Linked DNA regions of Sus scrofa: regions 1 and 2 are each linked to region 3. The links are chromatin contacts, called in public HiChIP or PLAC-seq maps. All regions are on one chromosome and are shown on one strand. Each heading gives the region's core, a stretch centred on a gene start, on an enhancer-like site or on the middle of the called end of the contact. The rest is flanking DNA. Distances are from core to core; before and after follow the strand shown. Region 1 overlaps RIN3 (ras and Rab interactor 3). Region 2 overlaps RIN3 (ras and Rab interactor 3). Region 3 holds the start of GOLGA5 (golgin subfamily A member 5).

The links. HiChIP or PLAC-seq counts read pairs in DNA pulled down with a chosen protein or histone mark.
Region 1: an H3K27ac HiChIP or PLAC-seq map of alveolar macrophages shows a contact between it and region 3, with 5 times the contacts expected there. The contact joins the enhancer-like site here to the promoter of GOLGA5 in region 3. A contact is called at or near these places in 2 of 5 promoter capture datasets (fetal skeletal muscle and liver), 34 of 47 Hi-C or Micro-C datasets (adipose tissue, alveolar macrophages, blood and 17 more) and 2 of 2 datasets of contacts at active chromatin or transcription factors (alveolar macrophages and skeletal muscle).
Region 2: an H3K27ac HiChIP or PLAC-seq map of alveolar macrophages shows a contact between it and region 3. The contact joins the enhancer-like site here to the promoter of GOLGA5 in region 3. A contact is called at or near these places in 16 of 47 Hi-C or Micro-C datasets (alveolar macrophages, brain, embryonic fibroblasts and 8 more) and 2 of 2 datasets of contacts at active chromatin or transcription factors (alveolar macrophages and skeletal muscle).

Annotation. Positions count from the first base shown.
Region 1 is chr7:114,165,702-114,170,362 of Sscrofa11.1, forward strand. It overlaps RIN3 (ras and Rab interactor 3), which reads left to right. Exons shown (of 11, transcript XM_021099628.1): 11 at 1-847. The coding sequence ends at 36. Among named protein-coding and RNA genes, the nearest start is that of LGMN, 42 kb to the right of the region's middle. Within about 2 kb of position 2,525, at least 42 of the 83 cell types and tissues checked have an H3K27ac peak or open chromatin away from gene starts, as enhancers often do. A contact at or near this core is called in adipose tissue, alveolar macrophages, brain and 8 more, where this site is marked.
Region 2 is chr7:114,107,464-114,111,907 of Sscrofa11.1, forward strand. The region is part of intron 3 of RIN3 (ras and Rab interactor 3); the gene reads left to right. Among named protein-coding and RNA genes, the nearest start is that of RIN3, 75 kb to the left of the region's middle. Within about 2 kb of position 1,873, at least 24 of the 83 cell types and tissues checked have an H3K27ac peak or open chromatin away from gene starts, as enhancers often do. A contact at or near this core is called in alveolar macrophages, liver, retroperitoneal adipose tissue and 2 more, where this site is marked.
Region 3 is chr7:114,234,352-114,239,360 of Sscrofa11.1, forward strand. GOLGA5 (golgin subfamily A member 5) reads left to right here and starts at 2,708. Exons shown (of 13, transcript XM_013989218.2): 1 at 2,708-2,942.

The sequences.
Region 1 (4,661 bases), core at 1,275-3,774, 69 kb before region 3:
CCGTGCCTCGTGGTGCGGGAGCCCAACTTCCTGTGAAGCGGGCCTGGGCCCCTCCAAAGGCAGTATTCACTCATCTCTGGCCCCATCCTCACCCCCACACTCACACTCAGCTGCACACACACACACACACACACACACACTCCCATCAGGGATGTCCACACGTCATACATGCTTGCAATGCACTGAGCGTGCCTAGGCCAAGACGGCAGGACAGTTGTGAAGACGTGACCAGCGGTGTCCAGCGTGCTTCCTGAAGGCGGTCCGAGCCCTGAGAGGCCGGGTTCCTCATGAGACAGAAAGGGAAACCCAGGCTCACAGAGACAGATGGGACTCTCCAGCCCTCGCAGCAAGCAGAGCCCAAGCCTGGCTCTGGTTCACACAGCCCTTGGGGGGGGCGGGCCTCGACCTCCGCATCCCCGTCCCCTGCCCCCTGCCGCAGGCCCACCCAATCTTCTGTCTTTCCTGGGGGGCTTCCTTCCCCCAGGACTGCCCTGCAGGGGAGTGGCCTGGCCACAGCTGTCCCCACCCCAGGATGGAGCTGCGCTGTTTGGACCTGCTCATCATCTCAGGAGCTTCTCAGGGTGTAAGAGGAGACAGGCCCCCCCACCCTGCAGCAGAGCCTGCCCTCGGCTATCAAGCGCCCGCAGTCCCGCCGCAGCTCCTGAGCCCCTCCAGAAGCAGCCAGACATACACCGGGACCTCCCAGTGAGGCCAGCTCCATGGCTCCGTGGATGTGTCCAGCCTCCGCCCCAGGGGACATGGACGGGGCCCTTTCCTTGGTGGGCACCCCAGGACTGTGGCGACACGCACTGTGGGGAGTGTTTAATAAAAGCCCTTTTGAAGATGGCATCTCCTTTTCTCAAGGGGCTAGAGCGTTGCTCAGCCTGCCAGGCCCCCCATTAATAGCCCGACTCTCCTTCCAGGTGGGGTACAGAAGAGCCCCTTCTTTCCACCACGGGCTCCATCTGCTGACAGAATCTGCAGATGCTCTCAGCTCTCAGGGCCCTGGTCCTGTCTGCCCTTCGACCGGGTTATTTCCTGCCTCCCCACCCTCCGTGGTTGCCATCATTCCTGCCTCTGCTACCCATCCCAGGAATACCATCCCTAGAGTCTTTGCCCGGTCAAACTCCTATTTATCCTTCAAAGCCCATCTCCTCCAGGAAGGCTTCTCCAACTTCCTAGGCTGGCCAGATAGTCCTTGTCCCCGTGCCCAGCACCCGGGGCTCGTCTCTCTCATAAGAGCTAGCTTATCAAATTGTATTTGTCGGTGGATACGTCTACTTTCTCCATCGGATTTGGACCAGTCTGCATGGATCAAACATACGTGTTTGTTGAGTGCCTGTTAAATGTCAGCACGCTTCTGGGCCCTGGGAAACAGCGAAGAGCAAAGCAAAATTCCCCCGGAACCCAGGTGTGAATGGCAATGCCCCCAAGGGCAGGCTGACTAGACATAACCTGGACTATACCCCTGGGCAGCAAGCAGCTCATGCAGCCGGTCAACAAACACCTGTCAGACTCTGGCTCCAGGCCAGTCCTGCATGAGATGCAGGGATTGCTCTAGGATGCAGCCACCAGCCAGGCCTGGAGGACTTTCCAGGCTGGAGGTCAGTATAAGAGACATGAGAAAGCAGGCAGATATCCAGGAGCTGAGGGTAGCCAGCCACGATCCTAGCTTGCCTTCCCCCCGCCCCCCACCGCCATGTATCACCTGATGCAGACATTGTCCCCTTTCTGAGCACCAGTGATCCCTGCAGCCCTGAACTGAGCTGGCTCTGCAACCTCGTGCCCACTGCCTCCCGCTAGGCCTGAGGCTAGTGGGAAAGGTCAGAGGGGCATCCGATTAACCAGGCACCCTCCTGCCCCAGCACAGGTGCCCAAACCTGGGGCGGGTGGAAATTTAGAGGGTGGATTGGACACCAATCCAGCCCTGAGGTTTTTATGTCCAGCCCCCAGGTGGGGGGCAGTGTGCAGAGCCAGCCAGTAAGCCGGACCGGCTTGTGCATGGGTGAGTGAGCGTGCGTGCCAGCCTCACTCTCCTAAGGCCAGGGCTAAGGTCCATCAGCAGGAGAGACCCGAGGGTGAGGGGGTGGGGCTGCCCAGAGCCCCATTATCTGGATGCTTCTGCCCCCAGGGAGGTGTGAGGGCCTGAGCCAAGGCCCGGAAACAGGGTCTTACGTGGGCTGAGCCCTCATGGGCGCCTGGCGCTGGTTAGCAGCTCCCCTTGCGTGATTTTATTTCATTTGAACAGCGGCCCCTTGAGGGAGGTATTTATGGATGAGGACTCGGAGACTCAAAGAAAGGAAGAGAATTAGACTGCGTAGACCGCCTTAGCAAAATACCACAGACTGGGCAGCTTAAACAGCAGAAATGTATTTTCTCACCATTCCGGAGGGTGCAAGTCGCAGATGAGGCCTGGTTTCCCCGGGGCTTGCAGACGCTGCCTTCCTGCCGTGTTCTCACACAGCCCCTGCTCTGGGCCCTTCTCTTCTGAGAAGGACGCGGGTCCTGTTGGATGAGGGCCCAGCCACGTGACCTCATTGTACCTTAAGGAATTCTCCAAATACAGTCATTGTCTGAGATGTCAGGGGTTAGAGTTTCAACACATGAACTTTGAGGGGACACAGTTCAGCTCATAACAGAGGGTGACGTGCCCAAGATCGCAAAGCTGGTGAGAGGCCAAAGGGAAATTTGAGCTCAGGGCTGACCTACCCCAAATTCAGAGCTCTCTTTCTACCCCGAGCAGCCTTCCAAGGTCAAAAACCAAAAAGTCAGATGAGCCTGCCTGCCAGGCCCCCTCTGGATGAACTTGCCCGAGACGGCCGGCCGTGGTGAGCATGGCAGGGCTGACCTGACCAACCCAAAGGCCCAAGAGCCAAGTGAACCAGCCTGGCTTCTCCATAGGCCCCAAGCGAGGGGTCAGTGTCTCTAAAGGTGACGGGGCCACAGGCTGTGACATAGGATAAGGGCTCGTCTGTGTCTCCTTCCCGGCATTTGTCCCCTCTCCCCTTGTCCTGCTGGCTCCCTTCTGCCCTCTGCCTTTGGCGCCATCTCCCCCCACCCCCCGCCCGAGGCTGGGCCGGGGCCAGCAGTGCTGGGAGATGCCACCAGGGCTTCTGTAGAGACCAGGGCATGCCCAGGGCCTGCTGCTCCCTGGTCCCCAGCTGGATGCAAGGTCCTGGCCATCACGAGACATTTCTCAAACCAGCCCAGCAGATGCCTGGCCTCACGGCACCTTAGTATGTTGTATCCAACTCGCCCTAGTTATGAGCTCATTGGGGCGGGGGGGGGAGGCGGTTAAGGGACAGATCTGCAGGGGAGGTGGGCAGAGAAGAGCAGAGGCCCTGAGAGGGACAGAGAGAGGAGGGAGGGTCCTCTGGTTGTGCTGGAGACACCCTCCCTTCCCCCCACCCACGGACCAGGCTGTCATCCCCATTTGGGGGCCCAGGCTGTGGCTGGCAGGCCGGGTGAAGGTTTGCAGATGGGCGGCTGTGAATGCACTCAGCTGGCTGCAATCCAGGGACCGGCTGATCCTTTGCAGGGGCGTCTGGGCAGGGCAGCAGCTGGGGCAGGAACCAGGCCCTCCCTTCCAGGAAGGTCACGTGGAGCAGGGCTTTGGAGAGAAAAAAGCTGACCCAAGGCAGCTGCTTGCCTTCCTCGACTGTCACGCTATTTGCTGGAAGACAGCGCTATCCCAGGACCGCCTTCCAGGAATCGGCTCTCTACAGAACTCATCCAAAAGGGAGCTCTGAGCTCTGGCTTCCAAGTCGGAAACGTGCTCAGCAGGAGGGTGGGGAGACCAGCAACTGGCAGTCAGGAGACCTGGGCTCCAGGGAAGCTGCGCGCCTTCGTCTCTCCCATCTTCAAAGAAGAAGGCTTATGTCCCGATTTCCCAGGCTTGTTGCTGGGATCACACACACTCCTGGGTGAGGGCAGGTAGGCAAAGCCTCAGGTGCTTTGGAAAAGGGAAGTAAATTCGGGGCTATCACCTAAGGGCTGGGAGGTCAGTCACTGCCAGGGGATAAGTGGGGGTGAAATCCAGTTTGAGGAGTTCCCATGCTGGCACAGCAGAAACGAATCCGACTAGGAACCATGAGGTTGTGGGTTCGATCCCTGGCCTCGCTCAGTGAGTTAAGGATACAGCGTTGTCGTGTGATGTGGTGTAAGTCACAGACACAGCTTGGATCTGGCGTGCCTGTGGCTGTGGCATAGGCCAGCAGCTGTAGCTTCGATTGAACCCCTAGCCTGGGAAACTCCATACGACACGGGTGTGGCCCTAAAAAGCAAAAGGGAAAGAAAAAAAGAAATTAAGTTTGGGCTCCACTTGTCAAGGCCTGCACCTTGGCACGGGACACTTCTTCCGCCTGAAGGCATCGTATGGTCCTGCAGGGGGCCCATGTGGCCTTAAACCTGGAGGCCACCGAGCCAGGCACATATTTTCCATTTAATGTGATCAGTGTGAGGACAGCAGCCAGCAGGGGGCGTTCTGGGGGCCTTGGGAGCAGAGAGGACACACCCCACCGCAACCCCCACCCCCACCCCCATCCCAAGGGAGCCGAGGGCCCCCTGCAGACAGGGCTGCCTGATTGGGGTCTGGAAGGAGAACGAGTGGCCAGGAGCAGGGCAGAGAGGAAGAGCCCCTGAAGGTTGCTGGAATCTTCCAC
Region 2 (4,444 bases), core at 623-3,122, 130 kb before region 3:
AAAAAAAAAAAAAAAAAAAAGAACATCAGCTTTCCCCCGATAGACTGATCTGGGGGATGCAGTCTGACTTACAGCTGAAATCAAGAGCCTTGTTACCAGCCCCTCCTTGCACTTGCTCCCTGGAACGGCAGGCTCCCCGTGGCAAGGGCCAAGCCTGCCCCAAGATGCTTACAACAGGGCCAGGGAGAAGAAAGCTGAGTCCTGAGGCCAGCTGGCTGGCTGTCCACCAGCAGGTGTTTCAGTAGCATCTCAAAGCAAGTGAAATGTCCATTGACTTGAGACCCATCCCTTGTTCTTGGTTCCACACCCAGGAAGTGGCTCTTGGTGTCTCTGTACTGCTGGTGAAGAGGCTGTAATGTGATTCTTATGAGGCTGAGCTCAAGGACCCTGAGTCCGGGTGACACTCCTGCTTGCATTCGTTCCATCCCAGCATTGAAGTCAGGCGCCGGCTATGTGCTAAGTGGCTCTAGGGGCTGGCATTCGCAGGGCTCCAGGGCTCCCACCGGTTGTCCCAGGAGCTCATGCTGGTTCTCTCTCTGGTTTCGGAAGCTCAGTGCTCTTGACATTGGAATCTTGGGCATCCTTGGCTGCAGAGCACTGTCCCGTGTGCTCTGGGATGTTTAGCAGTATCCCGGGCCTCTGCCTCCTAGATGCCAGTGGTACCACTCCCGTCCCCTCCTAACAAGCTAAGATGTCCACTCACGGCCAGATGTGCCCTGGGGCACAGACCAGCTCCTGACTGGGAACACTGCGTAAGGCTGTGCCATCAGCCTCAGCAACCAGGAACCACATGAGGCTGCTAAACACTGTGGATGTCGTGAGTCTGAATTGAGATGAGCTGTGCTAAGGACATACCAGATTTTGAACACATCATATAAAAAAAAAGACGGTGAGATGTCTCAGGAATTTTTTGTATTTACAGTTTGTTGAAATGATGCGATTTTGGATGTGTTGGGTGAAATAGGATCTGTGAGAATGATTAATTTGCATTTGTTTCTATTTCCTCTTTCTAACGTGACTGTGAGAAAATGTGCAATTGCACATATGCCTTGCATTATATTTCTACGGGACAACAAGGTCTAGAGAGCCAAGGGCCCAGCGTGCTGGGTAAGAGCTCGGGCTGCAGAGTCAGGGTCCCCTACGGTCACATCCTGGTACCACTTCCCAGCTCTGTGACCTTCGGCCAGCTGCCTAAGCTCCCTGGGTCTCAGAGCTCTCATAAGCGGCAGTCACAGACAGACCAAAGTTCCCAAACTCTCGAGGGTGGGGACAAACTTTGTAAGCTCCTGAAGTTGAAGCTGGGTTGTCTTCTGGGCCAGGTAGTTTCTTGATGGCTTGCCCCCTGGCACCTGGGGCCGTTGTCACCATCAGGGTGGTACCTGGGCCACCTCCCTTTCCTCCTGTCCCTTCTGCTCCCAGAGAGAGCCGTGGTTTTCAGGATGGGTCCATTATGTCAAAAAGAAGCCTGCCTGCCCCACAATCTGAGCAGAGGAGCTGGCGGCTTGCTCTCCCCGACGGACGTGGACGTCGAGGCTTGTTCCCTGTGGGTCGTTCAAGCCGCGGGGGGCGGGCTCAGCATCTCTCCCCCACCCCCGCCCGTTCCTTCTCCACAGACACCTCCCCCATGTGCTTACCCTTTATTTAGTCTTCCCTGACACTTGGCACTTCGCACATCTGTCCGATGTCTCCCCCTCTGTTTTGGCATCTGAACCTATAAATAGTCCCCGTCTGCGTGGTGACAGCTCGTTCTGGATTCCTTTTCCCAGACTGGATGCCTCATCTGCACGGTTGCTAAATAAGGAAGAGCACCGTCCAAGAAAAGGAAGCTTTTGTTACAGCTCGAACGATGTCGTGGCAGTTCTGCAGATGTGGCTGCTGACGCGGGTGCAGGGAGAATGCTCTCAGTAGTAGCCAACCTCGTCCAGCACATGGCCTGATCCAGGCAAGGCCCTGGGCCCGGGACAGAAGGAAGGCCGGTGCCCTGCTTTCTGGGGCTTCATTCTGGCCAGAGTCAGGCCTGGGTGTCATGGTCATGTCCTGATGTGGCATTGTCACGCTCTAAGGGAGAGTGTATGCGCAGGAAAGACCAGAGGGAGGCGAGCATAGCCCTGCTGCCCAGGAAGCCCTCTCCCAGGGCAGCAGGGGCCTGCCTGGGGACCGAGGAGGCCACGTGTGGCACATGGAGTGCATTCTGGTCTGAAGCCCTCCCTCCACTCCACGCCACTTCTGCTAAACACAAGGTCTCTGATGTGCAGGCTCCCGGCCTGGAGGCACCTGGTCAGAACCTCAGGCCAGTTACTTAAACCCTCTGAGCTTCAGTTTCCTTGCCTCTAAAATGAGGATAATGGCCTTGTCATGATAATTAGAATACAGAGGTTAGGAGTTCCCGCTGTGTCTCTGGAGCACTGGGACCAGGTCAGATCTCTGGCCCCACAGAGTGCATTAAGCTGTGACTCAGATCTGGTCCAGGGCCCAGGAACTCCATACGCCGTGGGGCAGCCAAGAAAGGAAGGAAGGATGGAAGGAAAGGAGGGAGGAAGGAAGGAAGGAAGGCCGGCAGGCAGGCGGGGAGAGGCTAGCACGCAGCAGGCACTCAGTGGAGAGTGGATGATATGCACTAGATGAAACTGTTGTCTTTTTAAAACTCTGCAGATGATAGTGATAGCCCTCTATTACTGATCAGGAGGCTCAAATCTGGACAAGCCCACACTGCAAAGTTGGGAGAAGGAGGCAGAACGTCAGCAGTGCAGGCTCAGGATCTAAATTCCGGAGAGCATCAGAATCAAACTCTAGACACCACCCAGGCTAACCCTCTTTCCCAGGACAGCGAAGCACCTTGTTTGGACCTCAGTTTCCCCGTCTATGCAAGGAGGGAGGTTGGGCCAGAGCTGTCTCCAAGAGCCCTTCTCTTCTGGCTTTCTAGTGGTTCCCCACTAGAGATGCATGGGTCTAGTCTGAGCAAACCCGGAGTGTGGTAGAGAACTCAATAAAAAGATGTTGCTGTACTTTTTTCATCCTGAAATTCCTAAGACAGAATCAAGAGGTGATTGTTCCTTATGCCAAGCACAGCCAGCAAAGATGGCCTTGACTCACACCCAGGGCTGCCATGGACAGTTGTGCTGCTTGTGCACTGACCAAAAGTGCCTGGTAGGATTAAATCCAGCTGGTGTTCTGCTTGTCACGTTGTGCAGTTTAGTGGAGGAGGAAGCCCTTGCCAAACCCTCTAACTGGGCACCGAGAGCCTTTAGAAGTGGCCCCCTGACCATGGCTGCCAGGTCCTCTCCTGTTCCTTTCTCACTGGCCTCCAGTCATAAGTGCATTGGGCAAAGGCTTGCTGCGCTGGGACTCTGCACAGGAGGCCCTGCAGTGGGTCCTGCCCCAGGGGCCTGTGGTTGATGGGGAGATTGGGGGATGCAGAAGGGTGATCTCCTGAGAGGCCTTGGGGCTGGAGAGGGGCTGGGAGCTTTACACAGGGAGGCTCGGGCCTGGGAAAGAGACAGACAAGGAACTCCAGGGCCAGCCGCTAAAGCAGGGGCCAAGACCCCCACCCTGGACTGTGAGTAGCAGCCAGGGAGAGAGAAAGGGGCCTGTTTTCCTCAAATTTCCAAATCAGCACCCTTTCCCCGGTCCCTGAGCCCTAGCCCACCCCCTGCCATCCACCCCACCCAGGCTTTCCAGACCTCAGTGTTGTCATCGACGGAGGGGCTGCCCTTCCTCACGCAGGGCCTCTCTGTGGGGAAGCGCTCAGTCTGCGCCGTAAGCTGGGGGCCCCAGGAGGCCGCCGTGACTCCTGTCCTCGCGTGGCAGTGGAGAGGAAGCTACCAGAGACTTGAAGGCTTTGGTCTGCGGGCATGTGGGGGATGGAGCCAAGAGCCCGCGCCTTCAGTCCTGTCCGGGTTTGGGCTTTGCCTGGCACGGGACCCAGAGTCTGCCCCACTCCAGGCTCTAGTCCTTGTATGGCGGGCAGCAGGCCTGCTTGCACAACCAGGGAGATCTGCCGCCTGGCACGGGGATGTTTGTTCTCACTTCTGCTGGCAGCCGTACTGGAACCAGAGCTTCTGGAAGCCCTAGTCAAGCAGTGCCCTTCCTTTAAGCAGGGATAGGACCGTTCTCTCGTTTCACAGGTGACCCAGCTGCATGGCAGGGTCATCTTGAAGCAAGTGGGTGCCAGAGCTGGGCCTGGGATCGTGGGGTCCCCTGGACTCCAGAGAAATCGCCTCTCTCCCCACTTCCACCCCTGGGAACAGAGGGAGTAGTTTTCACCGATTGCAGAAAATGGGGCCTGACGATCGCAGCACAGTCCTTTTTGTACCTCAGCCACAAACTGTCCAGGTAGTGGTTCCCATGGCAACCCTGGCGTTGCCGGGCAGCAGTGGGTCCCGCCAGCCAGAAGGCAACTGTGACCTTCCGAGTGGGGAAGAAGCTGAGCGGGGATGGGAGGGAC
Region 3 (5,009 bases), core at 1,458-3,957:
TGATGAACAATACTGTTTCTGGAGTTCCCGTTGTGGTGAGCTGTAGTGTAGGCTGAAGACTCAGCTCAGATCTGGCGTCACTCCGGCTGTGGTATATGCTGACAGCTGTAGCTCTGATTCGACCCCTGGTTGGGGAACTTCCCTAAAAAAAAAAAAAAAAAAAAAATTTCTGCAGTCCCAGATGCACCACTTGCTTCCTGTTTGGCCTTGGGAAAGTAACTTAAATCTCTCTCTTTTTTTTAAGAGCTGCATCCATGGCATATGGAGATTCCCAGGCTGGGGGTTGAATCAAAGCTACAGGCGGCCAGCCTATGCCAGAGCCACAGCAACCTAAGATCCCAGCCTTGTCTGCAGTCTATACCACAGGTCATGGCAACACCAGATCCTTAACCACTGAGCAAGGCCAGGGATCGAACCTGCATCCTCATGGATACTAGTCGGATTCGATTCTACTGCACCACAAAGGGAACTCCTAACTTAAACCTCTCTAAATCTCAATGTCTCCATCTGTTAAACAGGGTATGTATTAGTCAGATTTCATTAGACAAGGCTGTGTAAGAAATGATTTCACATCTTTAAAAACAAAGGTTTATTTTGTGCTCATGTAATTTGTTAGGAAGGCATGGGCTGTTTCCCATCTCTTTCCTTCCAGGACCCAGGCTGAGAGAACAGCTCCATCTGGGACAGGCCATTCTCATGAGAGAGGAAAAAATCAAGAGCCCTGGTAGAAATACACAGTGGCTCTTAACATGACTGCTCAGATGTGGTGAAAGGCATATCCCTTCTATTGGTCAAATCAAGTCACATGATCAAGCCTGACATCTGAAAGGCTGGAAAAGACACTCTTCCTACAGGATGCATTGTAGTCACATGGCAACAGCTATGACGTACAGTCTTTACTGACCTGAAACAACTAGACTCCCATGTATTTCTCTGCCAAAGATGGGTTTATCTGGGATCAGCAGAGAATTGCAATTTGCATTTTTTTCTTTTTTGGCCACACCTGCCACATGTGGAAGTTCCCAGGCCAGGGATCAAACTGGCACCTTAGCAGCGACTTGAGCCACAGCAGTGACAATGCCAGGTCCTTAACCCATTGAACCACCAGGGAACTCCTGCAGTTTGTGGTTTTGCAACCATGGTGAATCGCCTGCAATTGTGCACCTGTGCAAAGGAAGGAGACCACTTTTATAGAGGGGGAAAGGAAGTTGGGAGGGCTTTAGTAAACAAAGTGTCTGAAGCTTTTCATTGGCTGAGTTGTTACCAAGAAAGATACTTCTGGTTGGGCTCTACTTTGGTCACAAAGTGTGAGAGCTCCCCCTTCTGGTCTCCCAACTCTATCTAATGTAGGCTTGTTTCTTGATTTTTTACATCTCTGAGGGGAACAACAATGCCACCTACCACAGGATAATAACAGTACTTGCTTATGGCTAGTGTAAGACGTGAAACATGTCTAACATGTCTAACACTTAACACAATATACAGCACTCAATAAGGGCATAGGAACAATTAGAGGCTCTTATTATCATCATTATTATTTCTAGTGCTGCTGAGTTTTTCTGTTCACTGGACTGGGCTAAACCTGTCTTGAGAGGTGGAAAAGAAGGAGCTGTTAACACACCCAATATTTAATTTGGAGACAGTAAAACACTGTGCCTAAGGGAATAATGTGGATTCCTTATTAGGGCACGTGATCTTAGATAAGCTAACTTCTGAGGTCCTTGGGACTATGTTGTAGGCTTGTTATTTAGGCCAAATTAGTCCAACCTTGCACACAAAGTAGGTGCTGAGTATTCATTGCATTATTTTATTTTTAATTTTTTATTTTTTTTTAATTTTTTGGCTTTATCAAGGGCTGTACTTGAGGCATATGTAGGTTCCCAGGCTAGGGGTTGAATCAGAGCTACACCTGCAGGCCTATGCCACAGCAACACAGGCTCTGAGCATCATCAGTGACCTACACCACAGTTCACGGCAATGCTGGATCCTTAACTCACCCAGCAAGGTCAGGGATCCAACCCCCGACCTCATGGTTACTAATCAGATTCTTTTCCCTTGAGCCACAAGGGGAACTCCTTTTTTGAATTACTGAACGTGGATTTCAGACTCATTTCAAATATTCAGTGAACTGTGTGCATATACACAACTACAAGACTGCTGTACGGAAAGCCCTTTACTGGCCTTTTTCACTTTTGGGTCTCAACTCAGATGTCACCTCCTCAAAGAGAACTTCCCTGACCATAATATCATTTAAAGTACTTCCCCCACCCCCCATTATCTCGTCTTTACAGCTCTGGTGGCCCTGCAATCCTCCTGTTCATCCACTGGTTTACTTACTATACCCCTGCGACTAGAAAGCAAAATGCATAAAATCAAGGATCTTATTTTCTGTATTCCCACCTCCTGCCGTGGGCCTCAACATCGTCATATGAAAAACCAGAAGGGCCTAAGCTAAGTGCCTTAGAGGTAAGCACGGGCGGGTCTCAAGTCTCAAATTCCTTCCAGGAGGGGCACCGCCTCCGCCACTCACGTGGGCCGCACCGGGGCCCGCCCCCCGAAGGGCGTGGCTTGCAATGTTGTGTCGGCCGCGTGCAGGCCGTCGCCCGGGAGGCGAGCTACGTCACACGCACACAAGCCCTGCCCACCCCGTTTCTCGCCACGGGAGGAAAAGGGGCGTGGCCAGGCGCGAGGACCCCGAAGCCGCCGGTGCTGCCGCCTGAGTTGCCTTCAGCTGGCTGCTCTAGGTTCCCGGCCGCTCAGGCAGCTCGGAAGCCACTCTGTTTTGGGGTCCTCGCTGCTCTTCCACGTCTCCCGGAAGAGTAGCTGAGCCGCGGCTGGTGCGGGACTGGGTTTGCTCAGCCTGGGCCCGCTCCCGGCCGGCTGTTGAGGGGGCGGCCCGGGAGGGAAAGGAGGCCGCGCAGCAGCCGCTTCAGAGTCCTCAGGTGAGGCGGCGGCAAGATCCTAGTAGGCCGGATAGTTCCGCAGGGGGCGCGAACGGCATTAGGGGCGGGGGCGGCGTCATTTCAGCGGAGACTCTGGTCTCTCCGCCCCGCTGGGGCTGGGAAGGGGACCAGAGAGCCCCCTTGGGCCCCCATCGGCGTGGCTTTGTGCCCCCCTTTTTCTTCCCTTCCCCACCCCCAGCCTCGTTTGGCCGCTCTTCCCCCTCCAGAGGCTCAGCGAGTTGGGTGGGGGGCGAAGTAGGGGTCTGTATCCACTGACAGCGGACTTCTAGGGACCAGCCGGCGGACCGCAGTCTCCCTTCCTCTATGTTTATACTTGGCTTTCGTAACAGCCCCTGTCACCGCGGCCGTCCGACCCATCCCCATCCCACCCACACTCACCTTCTCTCCACTTGGGCCTGGACTGTTTACTGGGGGGAATTTCTTGAGGGCTCTGTACCTCTGAAGTCGGTTGGAGTTGTTTGTTCGTCCCCTGGGGCAAGTGCCCAGGGTCCATCTTCGTGTTTATTTGGGTAATCTAAAGGCACAGGCTTTTGTTTTAAGGCCCTTTAAAACTTTTAAAGTGGGAGGCAAGATATAAGGAATTAATAAGTATGTTTTGATTGCTTTCTTAGGAGAGATAATTTGTCCCCTAATTACCACCAACGTTTATTTGGGAATAATAAATCGTAGGGAGTTTTATATATCAAACATATCACTTACATTTTCATTTGCTTTCACCTAAACTCCTTGAAATAATACACGGGCATATAATCGTCCCGTTTTACAAGGAACAGGTTTAGAGGGTGAGTTTCTTCTTTAGGTTATTCAGATACTGGGAGGCTAGATAGGGGAGGAAGGAGTTAAAAAGTGAGCTTGGAGTTTACATCGTGGCTCAGGGGAAGCGAATCTGACAAGGATCCATGAGGATGCAGGTTCAATCCCTGGCCTCGCTCAGTGGGTCAAGGATCCGGCATTGCTGAGAGAGGTGGTGTAGGACGCAGGCTGGGATCTGGCGTTGCTGTATCTGTGGTGTAGTTTGGCAACTACAGCTCCCATTCCACCCCTAGCCTGGACACTTCCATATGCCAGAGGGTGCAGCCCTGAAAAGACAAAAAGGAAAAAAAAGAGTGGGTTTGGCTGATTTCCCTATCTGAGCTGCTGTCTAGACTTTGGGCTGTTTCTAAACCTTTTTTCCCTATTTGTGAAAAAAAAAAGGGGGGGGTGGGGGAGTATTGCTACTTAGCCATAGTGTGGTTGTGAAAATTATGTGTGCTAAAGATAATGTCTCCAGGGCATCTAACAGAAATTAATTCCATTCGGCAGTATTTGTGGGTGCCTACTGTGTGCTGAGAATTCATTGGACAAAACAGTCATGGCCTCTACCCACAGACTCTGCTCCTCCTCTTCCCCAAGGGAAACAGAAAAAAAAAGAAAAAAACCCAGATAAAACATAAAGGGCTATGAGGGAGAAGAATAGCGTGCGACTGGAGAATGATAGGACCAAATTTGGATGGAATGAAAAAGAGCTGTTTTTTTCTGCAGATGACATTAAATACTACCAAGAACAAATGAGAATTAATTTTGAAAGAGCTCTGCAGGCAGAAGGGACAGTGTGCACATTCAAAAAACTGTTGCTGGAGGAGTTCCTGTCGTGGCTCATTGGTAACAAACCTTACTAACATTGATGAGGACTTGGGTTCGATCCCTGGCCTTGCTCAGTGAGATAAGGATCCAGCGTTGCCGTGAGCTGTGTGTGGTGTAGGTCGCAGACACAGCTGGGATTTTGCGTTGCTGTGGCTGTGGCTGGCGTAGGCCAGCGGCTACAGCTCTAATTCGACTCCTAGCCTGGATGCAGGCCTAAAGAGCCAAAAAAAAAAAAAAAAAAAAGAAAAGAAAGAAATTGTTCACTTTTTAATATACTATTCTGTAGCATGATGACTGATGATTTCATTGTCATTGTTTTGATTTATTGTGGCACTGGATAAGTACTCATACTTAATGTATCAAATGAATGGCTATGCAGTCATATTGTTTTATTCAGAACTTTGCTTAATGTGCAAATGGTAG